Regions from separate parts of the Aedes aegypti genome. Here region 2 is linked to region 1. A link is a contact called in public Hi-C data. All regions are on one chromosome and are shown on one strand. Each heading gives the region's core, a stretch centred on a gene start, on an enhancer-like site or on the middle of the called end of the contact. The rest is flanking DNA. Distances are from core to core; before and after follow the strand shown.

Evidence for each region. Hi-C and Micro-C count contacts between places; a contact is called where the count stands out from the background.
Region 2: a contact with region 1 is called in a Hi-C map of whole pupa, with 4 times the contacts expected there. The contact joins the promoter of LOC110677691 here to the enhancer-like site in region 1. A contact is called at or near these places in 2 of 2 Hi-C or Micro-C datasets (whole body and whole pupa).

The regions. Positions count from the first base shown.
Region 1 is chr3:138,721,323-138,726,459 of AaegL5.0, reverse strand. No RefSeq gene overlaps it. Among protein-coding and RNA genes, the nearest start is that of LOC5567262, 11 kb to the right of the region's middle. Within about 2 kb of position 1,414, at least 3 of the 3 cell types and tissues checked have open chromatin away from gene starts, as enhancers often do.
Region 2 is chr3:138,789,750-138,794,889 of AaegL5.0, reverse strand. LOC110677691 (polyhomeotic-proximal chromatin protein) reads right to left here and starts at 2,184. Exons shown (of 6, transcript XM_021848758.1): 1 at 1,528-2,184. The coding sequence starts at 1,565.

The DNA of each region.
Region 1 (5,137 bases), core at 165-2,664:
CATGATTTAATCATGGATTATTGTCATAATTGTATAACTACACAAATTTATGATTTTCATGACATTTTGATCCTAATATTGAATATAGCTTTCCGTGACCATAACACGTTCAGCAGCAGCCCCTGTTTTCGGAAATTCGTAAAGTTTGCAACAGATGCAAGCACAGGAGCTCATAACATTGCTGTCACAAAACTGAATATAACCATACAGCAAATATCTAGTATTGTCTGAGATCGGTACAATGACTAAACAGCAAGCCCAACCTGTTCAACAATTTAATTGTCAGAATTGCTGATAGATAAAATTCAATAATATGTAAAAATAAAATAATTTTGTGATCAATGAATCACGCAACCATTGTATTGTTTTATATTAGTTCATTGAAGGCTCAATATTGCTCATATCAATTGGTTTTTAAAACCGACGACATTATTCCCAACTCAAAATCCTTCATCTTACATTTGAACGCAGATGCTAAAATTGCGTGCCATGGTTGAGCAATGGACAATAAAATTTGAGAGGGAGAAAAAATGACGCCTGGCAGCAATAAAGAAAACGTCGAAAGGCTGCCAAGCTCGCAAGTCGATCCATGTCGGCCAGCAACCAGACAAAGCAAGCGGTGGGGAAAAGAAAAATGAAGGCAATAAAAACCAGAAAGATTGGAATGAAGTCTTTGAATTTTAAAGCCATTCCAAATTGAAAGGAAAAAAAATGTTGGTGAACGACCAACGTAGACGCGAACAATAAGCACAGGTACGGGAGAAGAAGATCGACCGAGCGTTGGCTTCATCGGCTCGAACAAAGAGATTATTGCGCTCACCAATACCAAATAACATCACGGCGAAACGAATGCACCAATACTGTTGCAAATGCTTATATAGTGCTATTTTGAACTGGTTTCGTGAGGAGCATGCGCAGAGCTGTCGAATGATCTTTTGTCTCATTCTAACTCAAAGAGAGTCTTATGATGCCATTTCATTCTTCACATACACTGAAATTGAAACTTTACTCTCAATGTATTGGTAGCGTTATATACTTGCAATATGTCTGTCCCATGCAAACATGTTAAAAGTGGCTTAGGCTATCTCACTTGCCCAATAAACCCCTCTCAATAATACCAAGTCACAAATACGTCGAAATTAAGTTCTTATCTAACAAACACTTCCTCAACGCCAAATGAGGGGAAGTTCCTCGCACACAAAGAAAGTTGTCCCTCCCATCTATAAGTTTGAAAATGGCGCAGAGTGGGGATGACCCGTTCAATATATAGCCCCTACCATTGACACACTTCATGCATCTCGTTCACTCATGCATACTCAGTTCAGCTTCATCTCTTTCATTCACTATTACTGTACCGTTTGAGCGATAGTGATATCAAGGGGATCGAATAATTTACGACTTTGACTTACTTCGTTCGCGCGGTTGTCATATTTTGCTATTCGAACAAATGCCGCATTCAAGTTCGGCACAACCACAAAGGAGGGAAGAGGAAGCCCGGGAACAAGAGTAGGGTGAAGAATATGTAAATTAATGGTCTGAGTAGCGATAAAACCAAATTTATTCAATAACGAGAGGTGCCGAGAAAAAAAGAGGAAGAGCTCATTTGATTGCGCTTCGCATAACTCTCCACTACCACTCGTATTCGAATGCTAGCTTGACCGGTTTATTTTTTTTTTTTTTCGCACAAGTCAAGTTGATCAGCGGCGGAGAGTTATTATTAGTGGCACAATATTTAGTAGTGTTGGGTTACCTCCTCTATTAAAATGCCACCAGTGAGCGACGAAGCGATTTGTATGAGCCGATTGTTCGTTCATCTTTCTTTTTATGCGTCGGCCGAGTCGCGGCCTACTGAGAGTTGATTTGCTTGCGTCATCTGTCATGTCGCCATGTTGGAATAATAGGATTGATTTTTGCATAAGTGCAAAAATTTAATATCGTTTACTAATCTATACAAAATTATTTCATTTGACTAGGTTAACTATTGCTGCAAGTATATATGAATAAATTTATGTTCATGAACATTCATTGAAAAGGAAAGTTTGACAGAGGTCTTCAAAAAACCGACGGCATTCCTAATTCATTTCTTGGAATGATTTCAATCTTTTGACAAAGTAAACAAGTTTTCTCAATTGTTGCTGTATAAATTCACAAAAAAATAATAGTATTGAAAAATAATTTGAAAAATAGAACTGTTGAACTTAACATATTTAAATTTTCGTATTTTCAGATTTTTCAAATCAAAAATTTGCAGAACTAGTATAAACTGTAAAATTACAAAACTGTAACTAATCATAAATAATTTTATGGCATAATTATTAAAACTAAGATGCATTTCGAATCTAAGAAACTGCTGAAATCATAATGATATTTTAAAATTATTCCAATAATTTTGAATAATCGAAATTTTCCAAAAACGAGAACCGTCGTGCCGTCGGCAGTTGGAAGCGGTCGGGTACCAGGAGCGCATACCTACCAGAAGGCCACGGCAAAACCGAATCGCATCCGAAGAGAAAAAGCATCACCATCGCACACCATTAGTTGTTGCTATTGTTACGGGCCTCCTCACCGCAACCCCCGTACCCACCGCAGCAGTAATGGTGTACCTCTTCAGCCAGCCGTATAACAAATAACGTAAAAGCAGAAGCCACAGAAGAGGAGAAAGAAGGAAAGCAATGTGGACTCGAGTGCAGTGCAGCGGAACGACGACAACGCAATCGGTGAGCACGGTTTTTCACTACAGCACGTGGTCGTATCTTCGCAGTTCACCGTAGGTAGTTGGAAGGGAGTAACAACAGAGTGGAGGTAAACCCTGAGAGACATGCAGACAAGCGCCACAGTTCCCGGAAATGAAAACCGAACAAGCTGCTGTTGGACAGCGTCTGTTGCATGAATAACGATTCCAATACTGATTATGCTGAAGCCAGAAAGCAATCAGACCTATCAAGAAAAAAGTTCATATTTATAGATGGATAGACACCGAAAGACAAGAACAGCGAAATATGGCAACAGCGGTTGTGTGGGTTTTGCGGTTTGGTATTGGTGGGATCCAGAGTAGCCAAGTTTGGCAACTATGCTCACACTGAATCGGGTAAAGGGACTAGATAAATGCACCGTTTTGAAGCATCTTATTTTAGTAACTGAGACAGAGACTCGACAATATGCATCTCAATTTGGAAATAAAACGGATTACCCCCTGATTGGTTCGCAAAACAGCGTTGCCAGATATGATTGTTTGATTGTGTGTACACTCAGAAATAAAAATAGTCACAGAATTACTAAAGTTTATGCATTAATGACTACTTTCTATCTGCCTCTCTTTCATTCTGCTATGAATTTCTACACTAAATGTCATTTCATCTGGGTTCAAGCTTAGCAATGCTTCAACCAAAGACAAATTAAAGACCTCCATGTCCCTTACAGTTGCCCAAAATTTTATGGCTCCTAAGGTAATCTAGAATGCCGCGAAAAGTGTACTGTGATCTGTCAAACTTGGGTACCTTTTGCACTAACGAGGGACCAAATGCAGTACTAGAAGTGGTACCCAATCTGAGCCCGAGTGGGTCGGACCTGCTTCAACCCAGGCGAATTGACAAATAGGAATAAAATTCCCTGCAGAATGAAAGAGAGGCAGATAGAAAATAGTCATTAATTACTAAAATTTAGTCATTCTGTGGCTACCCGTGTTTCTGAGTGTAGTCCGCCGAATACACAGACTTCTGCTTTATCGACCTCGAGCTTCGGTCAAGGTAATCAACGCACAAGGTAACCTTGACCAACAGATATTCAAACATCACATAAGTAGGCTGCGACCGGCATCGCACCATAGAAATAGTTCCTCTCTGTTTTCGAACTTGACAGTGTGCACACGAGCAAGTAACATTACTGCTTGAAATCAATAATTAATCCTGACCGATCCCTTTTCCTATAACGCGGAAATGCACAATTGTCGAACGGTTTCCGCTCAAACAATCACTTCAAAAAATCATCTACTTAGACGGTGTATCACCATCAATTTCGAAAAAACGAACGGATCATACCTAAATCGTTTGAATCCATACGTTTCAATTCCGCGTCAAATTTCGGGTTCCAGACACGGCTTGCTAGTTTTAAGCCGTATAGCGCCTTCAACAATCAGCACGCTTTCTATCGAGACTTCTTGTCGACGAATCCCTCCGGCTGCTCCATATAGATTTCTTCAGCTAACAAATATCTTTCAAGAAACGCCGTTACCACATCCATTTGGTATATGTGCATGCCAGGCTGTGCCGTCTAGGCTAATAATAAAACAATGTCTGCGTACCTCAGTACCGACGAGAAGGCTTCGTTGAAATCAACTCCCATTAGTTGGGGAATCCTTCAATAACAAGCTTTGACTTGTACCTCTCGTTAGATCCATCCGGTTCAGCTTGCACTTGAAGAGCCATCTGTGTCTTTCTTCCTGGTGGCAGCCTGTTCAACTTCCACGTTTCATTAATTTTAAACGCCTGCATTTCTGCTTCCATGGCCTCACGCCACAGCTCACGGTCGTCGTCTTCAATGGCCTCACGGATCATTCGTTTGCTCATGCTCGTCGATCACCCGGTATGCAACGAACGTTTCAGGAAGTACACTATACGTCACATCGAAATTAAGATACTTGCCTGGGCTACAGCGCTCCCGTCTGGTCCACCTCACAGCATATTGCTGATCGTCTTATCGCGAGAGAATCGCTGCATGGACTATCGTAATTTATCTCGTTCTCTAAATCTAAACTTCCGGCTAAAATCGTGGGCGATCCGGATATTTCATCACCTTCAACAATTTCGTCACGATCTCGAATTTCATGGCATTTTCGCTAGCTTTGCTCAGGAAAAATGACGTTCCGAGACACGATACTTCGTCAGTTTTAGTGTTGAAAACTGGAAGCCCCTTTCGAACGTTCGAAATATTTGTTGGGAATGCTCGGTTCGAGTATAGGATCCCATTTCAATCGTTTAGCTTTTGCCACGAGACATATCACTTTTGCGCCAAACAGACGGAGCTCCGACATGTGCAGCCGTTTACCACCGAATCGTTTCCCCGGTGTCATGAGCAAACCTTTTGATCGGTTGATCAGGTATACAGCAGTTGAAACAGCTTTAACCAAAAACGCTTTTCT
Region 2 (5,140 bases), core at 935-3,434, 68 kb before region 1:
TAATTGATAGGTTTAAAAATTAAGTTAATTCGGTTGCCACTTGTTCAGCAGTTTTGATCACAATGGAGACATTGCTTATAGACTAAACGTGTTTCATTTTGAAAAAGCCAAACTCCAACCCAATCCATAACTTCCCTAAGTCTAAAGAGAAAATATCACATTTTACCCATTATTCAGCAAACTTTTGCCGTTTCTCAACAGCTACAAAACTTTACAGCCACCCTTCGAATTCCCTAATCCCTCGCTGCCACCTTCCGCTCCTTCAATGATGGTTCACTTCATCCTATTCCCGGGACCTAAGTCTCGACGGTTCAGTTCAACAGCAGCGTGAATGTTCTCCAACTCAGCATTGGAAATGCTCGTCGGTACCGTTTCCAAACATTATACCTTTCGCATCAAGAGACGATCTAGACCGGTAGGAACGGAGAGGCGACGGGACAAACTCGAAAACAAACTGAAGAAAACAGCCAAAACGAAAAGTCCCAAAACCATCGACTCTTCCAGTAGTGGCTGCCTACCTACTGTAGTGAGTGAGCTAACCAAGCAGGCGAATACAGGCTCCTGGTGTAGGTGAGAGAGCGTGGCAGGCAGTTCATGGTGTTGGTGAGAGAACGAGGCGGTTTTTGTTGTTATTCTGTCAAACGGCCTGATGGGCAGTAAAGGTGGCGGTGGAGATGGAGAAGTTGGCAGTGACGGCATTGGAATTAGACGGTTTCAACGCGCGGTTGCCAGCAGGGAGTGTAAACAGAGTGCAATTTGGAATATTGCATGCGAAGCGTACCGTAGTTTGGCATCGCTGACAACCCACTGACTCGGGCTCGGTCCGTCGTGCGGTGTTTGGTGTGCTAATTTCTGTGCCTCTTTTCGGACTTGAAGTATTGTAATTTATGGCAAAAAACCGGTTTGCGTTGCTCATGCAGTGTGCATCGGTACCGTGCAGTGGGCAGCTGTAGTTGAGGCATCTTATTTATAAACCCGATCGTGATGGGAAGGCGCGATGAGTTTGGAAAGTGGGTTCAGGGTACGAGGCAAGAATGCAGAGTAATACACAGTGAATGCTCTCAAGAGTCTTTTAGATGTTGAGCGATGGTGCAGTTTGGTTAGTGAAAGAGATGACACATGCATAGCTACTGCTCTAACCAGAATGTCATACGCCGCTAGCCATTATTCATGGTGCTCTTATAGCGGCCGGTTTGACTAGTCTTGTTCAAAATACGACACCATCGTTAAAACAGCCGAAAGACGAATGAAGCAGTAAAGAAATGATTGAATCACTTGGATGATAAGAGCAGCATGCACATATACACTCACATTTCGGAGCGAGAACGAACCGACCAGTGTTGCCAAATTCACTAATCGATGTCCAGAGGTGATTCCCAATTAACTAAATTCTAATTCATCTAATGCTACGATTGGCAACACTGTCCAGTTGACACATGGCCCTAGCCCAGAACGAAACGAAACTGGTGATAATGGAGAAATAAACAAATTTGAATTAAAGGAAAGTAACAGAAAAACTAAACAAACCTTTTCGTGTAAAACCTAGCACCTCTCTGTCTTTCCATTTTCAAAGATGGTAAACAATAAACTCATATGGCAAATTAGGTAACACATAAAGACACACAAAAACACAACCGGATTAATTCAGAAGAAAACAAATCAATCCGTACCCGGAATCCGTAAAATACGGTATAGCTCGGTATGGCACAAAGTAATCGATTATCCTTCGAACTGTGCAAGTCTCACAAGAACTCTTCCTTCTTAGATTCAACTATGTCGTAGTCGATGCGGGCGATCAATCCTTTCTAGGAACACTGCCGATGGTTTGGGGTAAACCGATTTCCCATTGCTTTTTCACAGTTCCACTAGAATTGCACTCTTCGCATTCTTGCTCCAAGGATGTTGGATCAATATTCCATCAAATCGGTGAATCCCTTCACAACACTCTTCCCATCGACTAGGCACTTGTATCCACTATCCCAATAATCCTATGCTGGGGCGTGATGGAGTCGCTTAGCAGATTAGAATACCCATTTTAATCACAAAATTTTCACAACAGCACTTTGCGTAGCCGAGCCGAGCGCGGATTTCGTGCGAACCGACAGGAATTGTTGAAACGAACTAAAATTTCAAGTTCTCGTTGTCTCATTTGGGCTACCTTGGACCTTTGATGCCTTGCGCGCTCCTTCCACCCTAGTCCGTATCATAATCGCATACAAGCTCACTCTACTTCACCAATACCATCTGGCAACCCCAGTCTCAAGTTGTCATAGACATGCTTTATATAAGCAGCATATAATGTAAAACTACCACCTTAACAGCAAGCATGCGCCTTCAAAATCACCACCACTGACAAACGTTACCCCTTAACAAAACTGGACACAATTTTTACCTACCTCGGAAACCCCGAACAACCGCCATTGGCATCCAGCCAGAAACATCTCTTTCCCTCAAACGGAATCTCCCTCCTATTTACCTCAGCAACCCATTTAAGCCCCTCGAACCAGACAGGGACAAACTTACGAATGCTCCGTTTTCACATCTGGCGCAGTCTCACAAACACAGACATCCCTCAGAAAAAAAGCTAAAACCAAACGGTCATAAAAACCATCTACAAATTTCAATAGCATTCCTTTCCCTCTTTCCTTTCCGATCGACCCATCGACTGCTTCCTCTTCTGCTTCTTCCCACTCGTGGTGGCAACCAACCGACCGCCTCCACCTCCAACGCTACCGCCTTCTTGGATCCGCAGCCCACTTCGCCGACAGCCCAACAGACCGAAACCGAAGAAGCATGTTTCATGTTGCCAACCTTTGTCGCGTTTTCCCCTATCGCTCCCTCCCCCTTACCACACGGTGAAAAATCGACTTCTGTGGATCGTCGTTCGTTTCCGAGCGAAAAAAGGGCATAATAAAACGAATGACCGAAAGAGGACAGACTCCGCTCATCGATAACATCCATTCGATGGTCGCCTGTCCGATTCGCGGATTTCAATCGAAAATTTCAATGAATGTGTGCGGATTGTCGAGATCGGGAATGGGTTTTTCTTTTGTACTGTCACTGCACGAGCACAGTTGGCGGGATTCTTCTTTGGGCTGCGCTAAAAGCCGACGAAGACTTCGGTGGGCACAGTGGGATTGAAACGATGAAACTGGGCACAAAAAGTGACATGAAAATTTAAACAAATTCTCTTTTGGGAATAAGAATGTTTGTTTGCTAAACTTCATCCAAAATTATCCGTCGTCAACGATGCACGGTACAGAAGCCCGCCATGGTACATTCTAGCACGATTGGAACCATCAGATGTCGCCAATGCGTACGCGCAGCATCTTGAGGCAGCGTTCCCGTTTGAGGGCGAGTTTGATGGGGACCCTCTTGATGACTGCTGGAGGACAGCAGTCATTACAAAGCTGCCGGAAGCATTTTTGGATACGTGGAACGAAGGTCAAGGAACTATTGGTTCGCAGGAATGTCAGGAGGTTTTAGAGGAGAAGAATGCAACGAGGGCTGTAATGCGATAGCATGATACGCTGCAAAACGTGAAACGGTGGAGACTAAGGAGGAAACAACAAATTCGTCTGTTCCGGCTTGAAAAGCGTCGCCTGGATAATGTGGAATTTCAAAAGATGGAGTTGCTGAACGTTCGCAAAAATAGCGGATATTCTACCAGAAGCTGAACATCCCGAAAAAGCTTCGTGTCGCGAGCTGAAATGTGAAGGGGTAAGGATGGAAGCATCTTGACGGACGGACGCGATGTGATCGAAAGATAGAAGTAGCACTACGATGAACACCTGAATGGCACAGAGAACACCTGCGCAGGGGATCAAGACAACAAAGGAGGTGGCTACGTCAGCACAGAGGACAGTGGACACCAATCAGCTCCCACGATGGATGAATTTAGATATACCATTCAACAGCGTAAGCACAACAAGACCGCTGTCAATGATGGTATCCGAACCGAATTCATCATGGGCCCGAAAAGGTCGACTGATAGTCAGAATCTGGGAGACGTAACAGCTACCGGAGAAGTGGAAGCAAGGCGTTGTATGTCCTATCTACAGAAAGTCGACAAATTGGTGTGTAAAAACTATCTAATGATATTCGACTGGGTTTATGCTTATAAAAAATCGTTTCTGGCTTGTAGTCTTATAAGATGATGAAGAAGATCCAAATGACGATGGGCGCTTGAACAAGCGGTTTGGCTGATTTTCTTAAGCCATCTCGTACAAATTTTGCATTAGCGAACCGATTCCTTCAGGGCCAATTCTGGAAGCGCGAGTCAGTTTAGAAATCTTGAGCGGTTTCCCAATCCGGTCAATGGAATTGCAACAGCTTGATGATCAAGAGCTCTGTGGCACAGGCAGCGATGAGCTGAGCAGGTTCGTCGGAGTTCTTACCAGCTCGAAAGCGAAAATAGAATGAAACGGAATTCAACGAAGACGTGTACCTCCTATGTCCTTAAATCAGATATTATATTATGCTACGAGATGAATTAAGAGATTATAGCAAGTATGTGAAAAACACATTAAGAAATATTACACAAATAACTCTTTAGGGCCGATTCAATTGTTGAATTCAAGTAACACGGACACATTTTGACGGCACACACTGGTTGAAATCCTCCTCAACCGATGAGATTTGCGGTGACGATGACTATGGGCGCTTCAACACTTCAACGCTTCAACGGGTTTGGCTGATTTTCTTAAGCCATGTCGTACAAATCTTGCGTTAGCGCACCGATTCCTTCAGGGCCAATTCTGGAAGGGCGAGTCAATTTGGAAATCTTGAGCAATTTCACAATCCGGTCTGTGACACAGGTAGCGAGGAGCTGAGCAGGTTCGGACACATTATGCCGTCATTATGCACATGTTGAAATGCTCCTCGCTCGATAAGGTTTGCGGCTTCTTCTTCATCGTGGCGGTATTTGAAACTTGGTGGGGTTTTGCTTAGGAACTGCCTTCTTTTTCTCCTCCTCCTACTTGGATTTCATTCCACTCTTGCCAATCTTGCCGACATCGCAGTTGTGGTTTCCGCCGATGTATTCCTCGATCACCTGCAGGGAGAACCCGTTCCGTTCGTTTAGGGCTGCGATGGCGGCCACAGCCATCTCATTCTCTTCTTCTTGACGGCATATTCTCTC